Linked DNA regions of Sus scrofa: region 2 is linked to region 1. The links are chromatin contacts, called in public HiChIP or PLAC-seq maps. All regions are on one chromosome and are shown on one strand. Each heading gives the region's core, a stretch centred on a gene start, on an enhancer-like site or on the middle of the called end of the contact. The rest is flanking DNA. Distances are from core to core; before and after follow the strand shown. Region 1 overlaps RBMS3 (RNA-binding motif, single-stranded-interacting protein 3). Region 2 overlaps RBMS3 (RNA-binding motif, single-stranded-interacting protein 3).

The links. HiChIP or PLAC-seq counts read pairs in DNA pulled down with a chosen protein or histone mark.
Region 2: a contact with region 1 is called in an H3K27ac HiChIP or PLAC-seq map of skeletal muscle, with 3 times the contacts expected there. The contact joins two enhancer-like sites. A contact is called at or near these places in 1 of 47 Hi-C or Micro-C datasets (alveolar macrophages) and 1 of 2 datasets of contacts at active chromatin or transcription factors (skeletal muscle).

What each region holds. Positions count from the first base shown.
Region 1 is chr13:15,714,439-15,718,899 of Sscrofa11.1, forward strand. The region is part of intron 4 of RBMS3 (RNA-binding motif, single-stranded-interacting protein 3); the gene reads left to right. Among named protein-coding and RNA genes, the nearest start is that of RBMS3, 750 kb to the left of the region's middle. Within about 2 kb of position 2,548, at least 29 of the 83 cell types and tissues checked have an H3K27ac peak or open chromatin away from gene starts, as enhancers often do. A contact at or near this core is called in skeletal muscle, where this site is marked.
Region 2 is chr13:15,893,179-15,897,639 of Sscrofa11.1, forward strand. All of the region lies in intron 5 of RBMS3 (RNA-binding motif, single-stranded-interacting protein 3), which reads left to right. Among named protein-coding and RNA genes, the nearest start is that of TGFBR2, 890 kb to the right of the region's middle. Within about 2 kb of position 2,498, at least 11 of the 83 cell types and tissues checked have an H3K27ac peak or open chromatin away from gene starts, as enhancers often do. A contact at or near this core is called in skeletal muscle, where this site is marked.

The sequences.
Region 1 (4,461 bases), core at 1,298-3,797:
GTCATAATTTTGAAGTAAATGCACGCTGCTTATTATTTATTTGGTAAGCCTAGATGGAATTCATAAAATCCACTGGTCTTTTAGCCTTGGCTTGCACTTATAATCCAATTTAAAAATCACTGCTATTTTAAATGATTCTGTTATAGAAAAGACATTTATGGTTGACAACAAAAATCGTATTCTGGTGATACCATGTCCTAAATTAGTCTCTAAATGTAGGTGTTTTTAACTAACCACAAAAGCTGTTTGCTGACATTAGTTTTGGGTGGAAAATCTTCACAGGACTTTAAAGAAGTAAAATGTTTATTATTGTATTTGTTCAGAAAGTGCCAAAATACTGACCCTTCTTGTTCTGCCAAAACATGTATTTTAGATGCAGCTGCTCTTACGATAAAACAAAATAAAAATGGATTTTTAAATACATGTAAATGTCTTCCATTTTCTCAAATGCATTTAAAGTTTAAAAAAAAAAAACCGCGTCTCCCTTCCCTGTCTTCTCTTTCTCTTATTACCCATCACATTAGAAGCAATCTCTTTGTTGCTTAAAGAGAAAAAAAATGGAAATAAGATATTTATGCTTTTGTTTCTTTGAAAATGTTATATTAGAAAAGTTATGTGTAAGTCAAATACAAGGAAAACCTATAGTTGACTTGTGGCAATACCTTGTAGTAATATGGGTATAATCTGCTTTCTCTTCCAGACCTCATATTAAAAGTTGTCACTTCTCAGTTTTCTTTTTGGCCTTTTTTTTTTTTTTTTCCTATTAAAAGAAGCAATTTTAAAAGGAACATTACTTTTGGTTAGGAGTAATGAAGAAATCTTGGTGACAAGTCAGAATATTTAAAGAGGAGACATAACTGGATTCAAAAAGAGTTTCATCAAAATGAATTTGCTGTTGGCAGGCCACTCTGAATAATCACCAAGTTTTAGAGAAAGGAGAGCTGAAAGTAGTTTATTGGCTTAATGATCACATACATGATGATGTTTGATTGAGTTGTAACCTAATATTTCTCAGGAATTTTGTTACAGCCCATTCCAAACACCCAACCTGTTGCTATTGCCCTGTGAGACTCAGGGTGGATTTCTATCTGTACTGAGGCACTTTGGGGAGGTTTCTTGGCAAAACAACTTAGTTGAACTGGGAAACCTCAAAAGAGTAAAACATAGTCACAGTCTGATGAGTTGATATTTTACAGTTGAGAAATAGATACCTCTCCCCTAGGTGATCTTTGGAAAACTTTACTCATCTTTATAAAACTTAAAAATTCCCCCAAGCACACACAGCAAGCTTGCCTTTCCTTCCTTTCCAGAGCCTTACCAGTTCACTCTGTTCCCATCAGTTCAGTGCAGTTTCTTATCACATTGTTCTTTCATCCATCTCCCGCCTTCCTTCTTTGGCCATCTGCTTCCCCAGAAGACCTTGAAGAGAAGGTTTCAGACCATAGGACCCTGACTAAGTTTCTCTGGCTGGTGGTGCTCAGATTCTGTTCAGAGCCTGGTGTGAAGTTGGGGTCAGGTGGAAAGAGTCATCCATCAACGGCACACTGATTTCAGGCTGAATTTCCAACCATCTGCAGCTGGACGGCCGCCCGGCTGTGAAAGTCTAGCTGGGCCCAGTTGTGCCATGGAAAGAGCAGACCCTTGAAAACACCAGGCCTGAGCAGTTGCCAAAGGAAGAAGGAGGCTCCTGAGGGGGTAAAGGATATTCTTAAAGATGTGAACGTACAGATCCTCCAAAAGCAAAACCAAACAACCCTTAACACATTTCTTGCAGATGAAAATGTAGAAAATTTTGCTGAGGGAGGGAGTGAGTTTAGAATTTCCTTAGTACTTCCTGCCTCAGATTTGCATTGATAGTCAGAGTTGGTAACTTGCCAGTTTGAAAACAGCCTTGAAAACTCCCAAGTACTCTTTTCCTTTGAAAGCCTGAAACATACAGAACTGGTTTTCTCAAAATCTTCCAGCAATAGTATTTTTAGCTACAACTCCAAATATTTCTTACACTTTGGAGGTGGGGTGGGGGGCGGAGGCAATGGTAGCATGAAACTATGATAAATCTTGTCTCATTTTAGAATGTATACTATTTTAATTGGTTTGAAATGAGAGAAATACAGAAAGAGGTTACTCTCCCTCTTCAGCTGCTGTTTTCTCTCTTTACTCCTTCAAATCTTTGTTATCATTGGCCTTTTCTTTTCTATAATGTAGTCACTGTTTTCACAACACTAAATCTAGTGCCTACTTAAAAGGAGTAGATACGTAAAAATATCATGTTTTTTTCTCCCCAATAATTCCAAACTTAAAGGAAACACCATGCATATTTCTCTTAACAGTATCTTTCCAACACATTTTCCTTTCACTTTCTCTCCATTTGGAAAAAGAAGAACAGAATTATAACTCAAAACTGTTTCCATCAAATAATAAAAAGCATTTCGGGTTGGACGTGGGGGCCATTGGAAGGGACAGAGGCCAAAGAAGAGGAGGGCGAATGCAAGTCATTTCAGGTCTTTCTGGCTCCAGGAATTCTGGAAAGCTTTGTTTTTGCACTACTATGATTCACACAATCCTCTTTGACGTTATCAGTCTTTTTGGCAGAAGAGGGCTCAGTCACAATTATGCCCATGCCAAATTCTAAGAAAATCGGGCTTTTCCTTTAAAAGAAAATCTTTTTAGTGTTGGACTTCTTATTCAGAGTAAATGGTTGATGTTTATCCAAAATTGGCTTCGAGTACTACATTAAAATTGTGTTTTGTAACAGTCTCCTAAGCCACAGCTGTATGTGATTAAATAGTGTAATATCAAAAGCATGTGAGTAGACATTTTTATGCTATAGCTGTTCACAGTAAGAGTACAGATGGAGCTGACAGGAGACCAAGAGCAAAAAGGTACTCGTGTGTTAGGAGACGTGTATTGAGGGTCTGTGTTGCTGGTTTTTTTTTTTTTTTTTTTGTACTAGTGGGAAAAATGCTGAACTATTTTGGATGTGATTAAAAAATATGCTCTTTGAAAATGGAAACAGAAACAAAATGCCAATTTTTATTTTAAATATGGAGTGCCATTTAATTGCAAAACACATAGTTCCTGAATGAATCTGGAAGCAATGCAAATGGAAAGATTAAGTTTGTTCCCAGGAAGCACACATTCAGAAAGCAAAAGTGAAGTTTGCTTTTCTGTTTGGAAATTATAAATGCTTTTCTCCTCTGGTGTGTGTGTGTGTGTTTGGGGGGAGGAGAGTTTTTGTTTTGTTTTGTTTTTTGCTATATTAATCTGTGGAACTATTATTACAAGAAGATTATAGGTCATTTGCCTCTAAACAAAAGAGTGATAGATAATTAGGATCCGTAACTTAGAGCAAAACAGGTGGTAGCATGATTCTTTGTTAGGATATTTGAAAATATGGTATTCAGTTTGCTATGAATACTGACCTTTTATTGCCATTGTTAAAAGTTACATAGTCACACAAGGAGACACAACTTTAGATTCTATTTCTTTAGCAGAGATTTTACAAAAGAGAAACTTTAGCTACAATGTTTTTGAAAGCCTGTTTGTTCATGAAAACTATAATCTCTAGCCTTCTAGAGATTATCAGTCTATAGGATTACTAATACTAATAAAAGATGTAAAAGATATGTTAGTAAGTAATTGTTTGGGGGGCTAGAAAAAGCTTATAGAAGCAGCTATTGATGTTCAGATTTCAAACATTCAAAAGCACTTTTAAAAAGGAAAAGAAGAGGGGTGGACCGAGGTAAATTGGGTTCTGATTGCTTTTGTTTTTAATTTTTCTTTTTCAAGTTGACATTCGCAAAGAATTTGTTCATGTGAATTTGTGTGTGTGTGTGTATGTGTGTGTGTGTGTGTGTGTGTGTGTAGATTTATTGGTCAGGAAATATATACCATGTGGAATCAGATATCTGAGTAAAGCCTTGCTGTTCAGAGCATCAACCTCTAATAGACATTAAATTTCAAGAGGATGGATAATATATGATAAGACATTCATTCTGCTTTTTTGTGGAACTCTGATTTGTATGTCAATGAACCGGTTTCTAGGACCGGTTCCCTAAGATGCCCTTCCAGGCCTAGCATTTCTGACTCTCTTGTTGAGATAGATGAGGCTGCTTTGATTTTTAGGGCTATTTGGGAAATGAACTGGGTTTTGTGCCATTGATGAGTTTTTGTTCAGGTCCTCCATACTTTCTCCAGAGCAGTTCAAACGCTGCTTTGCTGACTCTGGAGACTTGGCAAATGTAACTGTCTGCATCTTTTGCTGCATCTAAATCTAGCACACCCAGAGAAGTACCTCTGTCACCCAGGAGTGGGTGGAGAGCAGTTCCCAGGGGTGGGACCAATCCACAGGCACTACTGAATCATTATCATTGTTGGCTTTGTTGTGGTTTGAGTTTTCTCCTTTGAGTGCATAAAATTAGATCTGATCCAAAGACTTGCTCTCTCTAGGTGCATAAAAGT
Region 2 (4,461 bases), core at 1,248-3,747, 180 kb after region 1:
CTCCCCAATATAGAAGAAGACAATATTCCATATCACCCACAATGACCTCAGCCCTCTGCTTCCAAGGGTTTTATTTGTTTGTTTTCTCTTGATATTCAAGTAGATCAAGATTCCCCACTTTTTGAGAGGGCAGACATGGAAGGTTGTGCCCAAAACTCTCTAAGAGGAAGGTTGCTGACATTTTCATGCTTCTTCCTCCTTGGGTGGAAACTGATTGGCAGTGTGCCAGTTCACTCACGCTCCTGTGACCTCATTTGAAATGGACTGAAGGATAAGTACCTGGCTGTTCTTTACTAGCCAGCTTAGCCAGTAAACACACAACTGTTTTTCAAGAAAATTTCTCCCTGAGAGCCTGCAAGCATACCACAACGGATGTCGTCACACCAGATAGTGAGCAGTGTGAACAATCATGTTGCCACTCACTTAAGCGCAATAGCACGACAGGCTAATTTTCCTTGTTTACCCCCAAAAGGAAAACAAACAAACAACATTGCATAATGAGTGTTAAGGGTATTTGGTGCAAACAAAGTCAAATTGGGCCATGAGTCTTTCAGAGAAAATGTTTTCTGCATCCAAATGTGTTCATTATGTTCACAGGATGTCCAGTTTATACCTCTAGGCATGACCTCAGCCAAAATGCAGGGGTTTTCCTCTGTATGGAGCTAAGAGCCTTTAATTGTGATGTGTATAATATTTAGCTCCCTTCTGGAAAGTGTCCCTCCTAGTTGAATTTCAACTTACTCTCTCTGTTGCATGTCTCATGGACAATAAGAGTGTGTGGGTCAGTCCTCAACAAAGCAGAGATACCCTGTCTTGCCATCTAGACCAATGGGAATAAACTCAGATAAGCCAGATAGCTGCTTTTTAGCTGCCTTTTAGAGCCCTTGACATGACTGTGTGGACATCCCATATGGTTTACCCTGCGATCTAGAATCAACAATTTCTGTAAATTCTATATCAAAGTTCAGATTTCTTGAAACAACTGGAGAGGGGAGACCTGTGATTCCAGCTGTCAGCGCGATGAACGATTACATTTTTCTGACACCTAGGATGCCCTTAAGCCAGTGTTTGTAACAAAGTGGATGAATTAACTGCATGTTGTTCCATATACTCTGTGCAAAGAATTGAAACCAGTCTAGGAGAGTCCAAGAGAAGGAACTGTTCCAGTTTTTTTGGAGTTCCCATAGTGGCTCAGTGGAAACGAATCTGATTAGCATCCATGAGGACACAAGATCAATCCCTGGCCTCACTCAGTCGGTTATGGACCGATGTTGCCGTGAGCTGAGGTGTGGGTCACAGACGCGCTTGGATCTGGCATTGCTGTGGCTGTGCTGTAGGCCAGAGGTTACAACTCTGATTCAACCCCTACCTTGGGAACCTCCATATGCCTTGAGTTTGGCCCTAAAAAGACAGAAAACATTTCCAGCTTTTGAATCAAAGAAATTAGTCATCACTGATGGCCTACCAAATTATTGGACCTTAATTTGCCTGATTTTCTGTAGGGGATCTAGGTTAAGGTTTACAGAAATAGGGAGTAATTAATTATGGGATGTAAAGGAGTGAAGTATACTTTGGCACTCTCCTTTTCAAGACTCTCAAACCAAGGATTTTATATTAAACAGACAACGTTTAGGTAAAGCTGGGCTCTTAATTACTTTTAAGGAACCACTAAAATGTATACACAATTTTGAGGATAGGCTGTGTGTACATTTTTCTGGGTGAAATTTACATAGCCTGAAAATATTTTTTAAATTGTTAGATAGTTTAATAGATTCTTGGATATACAGTAAACCCAACACATGTAATCTTGCTATTGATATGTTTATAGATGGGAGGAAAATCTACATATTCATGCGGTTTACACTGAAAGCTGTTTGAATCCCTCCTGTGTCTCTCTTGCTAAGGCAGAAGCCTGGGGACAATGACAGCTGTTGCAGGAGACGCTGAATTTAGCTAATCTCAAAGGTTTTACTTCCAACCTATTTGGAAGTGAGGTTCTAGGTTGTCACATTTGTGTTTCAGCCATTTCCTCTGACATGCTTTTCCTTCACTTAGGCAAGGGAGACTCAGACTTTTGCCTGCCACAGGAAGTCGATGGCACTGGGCTGGCTTGCAGACAGGGACTGGCTCTGTATCTCTGGGTTGGCACAACCTAATGAAAATTGTTGAGCTGCAGCATTTCCATCCTGGTGCCAGCCCAATGGCTAGACGCCAAGATTGCTATTTGGCAACAAATGACCAGACAAGCAGCTGGTTATTGCAGCGAGTCTGAGCCGTGTGCTTGGGGCCATGACTCTGCTGCCAGACCCTCCAACCCAGTTAGCAGCTGAACCCTGGAGGTTTTTCTGGCTCCATTCCCACTTCCTCTAGTGGTGGGCTTTGCCCTGATAAGGGTGGTTTCCAGCAGCTTGCCCTGCTTGGTCCTGAGCTGTGGCGTCCGGCTGGAGCAGAAGCTTATAGACCCTGCTGCGGGGGCCGTGGGCAGCAGGGCCGGCTCCTTGGGGCACTGGCTGGACCTGCTTTCACTAGAGGCTGGCTGGAGGAGGAGAGAGTCAATGTGGGCTGCTGGCATTACCTTCCAGCCAGGGCCAAAGAAGGCACAGCCTGCTGGCCTCTGCCTTTGGCTCTGCTAGCATCTATTTTGTGCTGTTCTTTGTGAAAAGTGCTAAGACAAAAGAGCCTGGTGAGCAGACTTGTTCCGAGAAAATGGGAAGAAGGAGGTGAGGGAAGAGAAACTGGCCCAGTAGATATAGCCATCATAAAGGAGTGGAATTACATTAGCAATGGCTGAGCAGGGTCTTCCTTGTCTCTGTGTTTCCCAAGTGGCAAAAAAAAAATTCTTTCCTTAGGCTTTTTCATTTCCTCTTTCTGCCAGAACTCCTGGACTTTGAGAAAAGTTTGTCCTTAGGCTTTTGAAAGGGAGAAGGCACCTCTTTTCAGGAGGCCCCATTGTCCCCATCAATGTCCCCTCCTGGGGTCTGGCACCATCTGTAAGTTTGCTGCAGCTGCTGATGAATTTAAACTGAGTTAGCAGGAGCCAGGTATAGCATATTTGGAAAGCATGCATCCCTCTTCTTTTGTTGGGCTAAGAGTGGGGATAAGGGGCTCTGAAGAGATAATTTCCCCATCTTCTTTGAGAGACGCCGTCATCCAGTTTCCAGCACTGTGTACTCTACGTGGATTCCTTGGAACTCAGAGAGCTATTCAGAGTGGTTCAGAATGAAGGCCAACCATCTGAACACAGCCAAAGGGTAACTTTAGTATCTCTCAAAGAACACCTGTGATTTCTCCCAGGGAAAGCTGAAGGATACCACAATGGTAGAACTATTAAAAATGTTGGCACAGAGGACCAAGGACTCCATTGTGTTTAATTGCTGGGATTCCTGCCTCACCACACAGGACAAGTACCAACAGGATACTTTCTATGAAATTTGTCTTTTATTTCTCATATTTGATCATTTCTGGAACCAGGCATATGACCAGCCATATCTGTCTCTTCAGATGAAGTAAATAGAATGGGAACATTGCTCCAATGTTGTCCTGCAACTGTAAAATTTTCTCTCTCTCTCTCTTTTTTTTCTTTCTTTTTTTTTTTTTTTTAAATCAGGTCCATTGACATTCTTTTACTTATTTGGTCATTTATCTAAGAAACTTTATTGTTGTAACATCACCATGTACGACATTCCTCGGGACTATGTGGATTTGCAGACTAAACAAGATTACATACATAGTGCAAGGGAGGAATCTGTGATTAGCTTAACTGATGAGTGTTTCACTCAAAAATATTTTCACAATGTTCAACATGAGGGGTTTTCTTATTTAGAGGTTCATTTCAACTGTCAAAATAGCACCCTGATGTTGGGTGGTTTTGTTCATGAAATCATAGTTGGATAATTTGTGTTTGAGCCTTCCCCCATTCATACCACCTGTTTCCTAATCTATCTGCTGGACTCCCATTAATACCTGAGAAGCCATCTCAAATACTCTGCATTACGCATCCGTATTCCATCCCCAATTCCCACAAAAATCATTTGCCGGGACAAGCATCTCTGTTCCCATTTCACTTCATTCATACATTGATTATCATATCTATCACCCTGTATTCTGGTTGATTTCTATCATTTCGCCTGCTAGACAATGAACTTGCTAAGGAGTGAAGTGCTTCTTATTCGTATTTGTATGAGTTTTAATTTTCAGCACCATGAAATTATACAGAGAAGTGAAATTATCACCATTTACAGCAGGAACGTTTTAGTTTCCAGATACAGACATAGAGTTGATTCTTGTTATTTGCAGTAGTTATTTTCTCTAGTTATTGTAAACACTGAATTAGCAAATAATGAATCATTGACCAATAGAGTTAGGTTTCTGCAAAAGCCTGACTATAACATTTTCATCAACCAATCAATCCATAATCTTGTTTTATCTGTGTTTCTGTTTGAAGACATCTATTTTTAATTA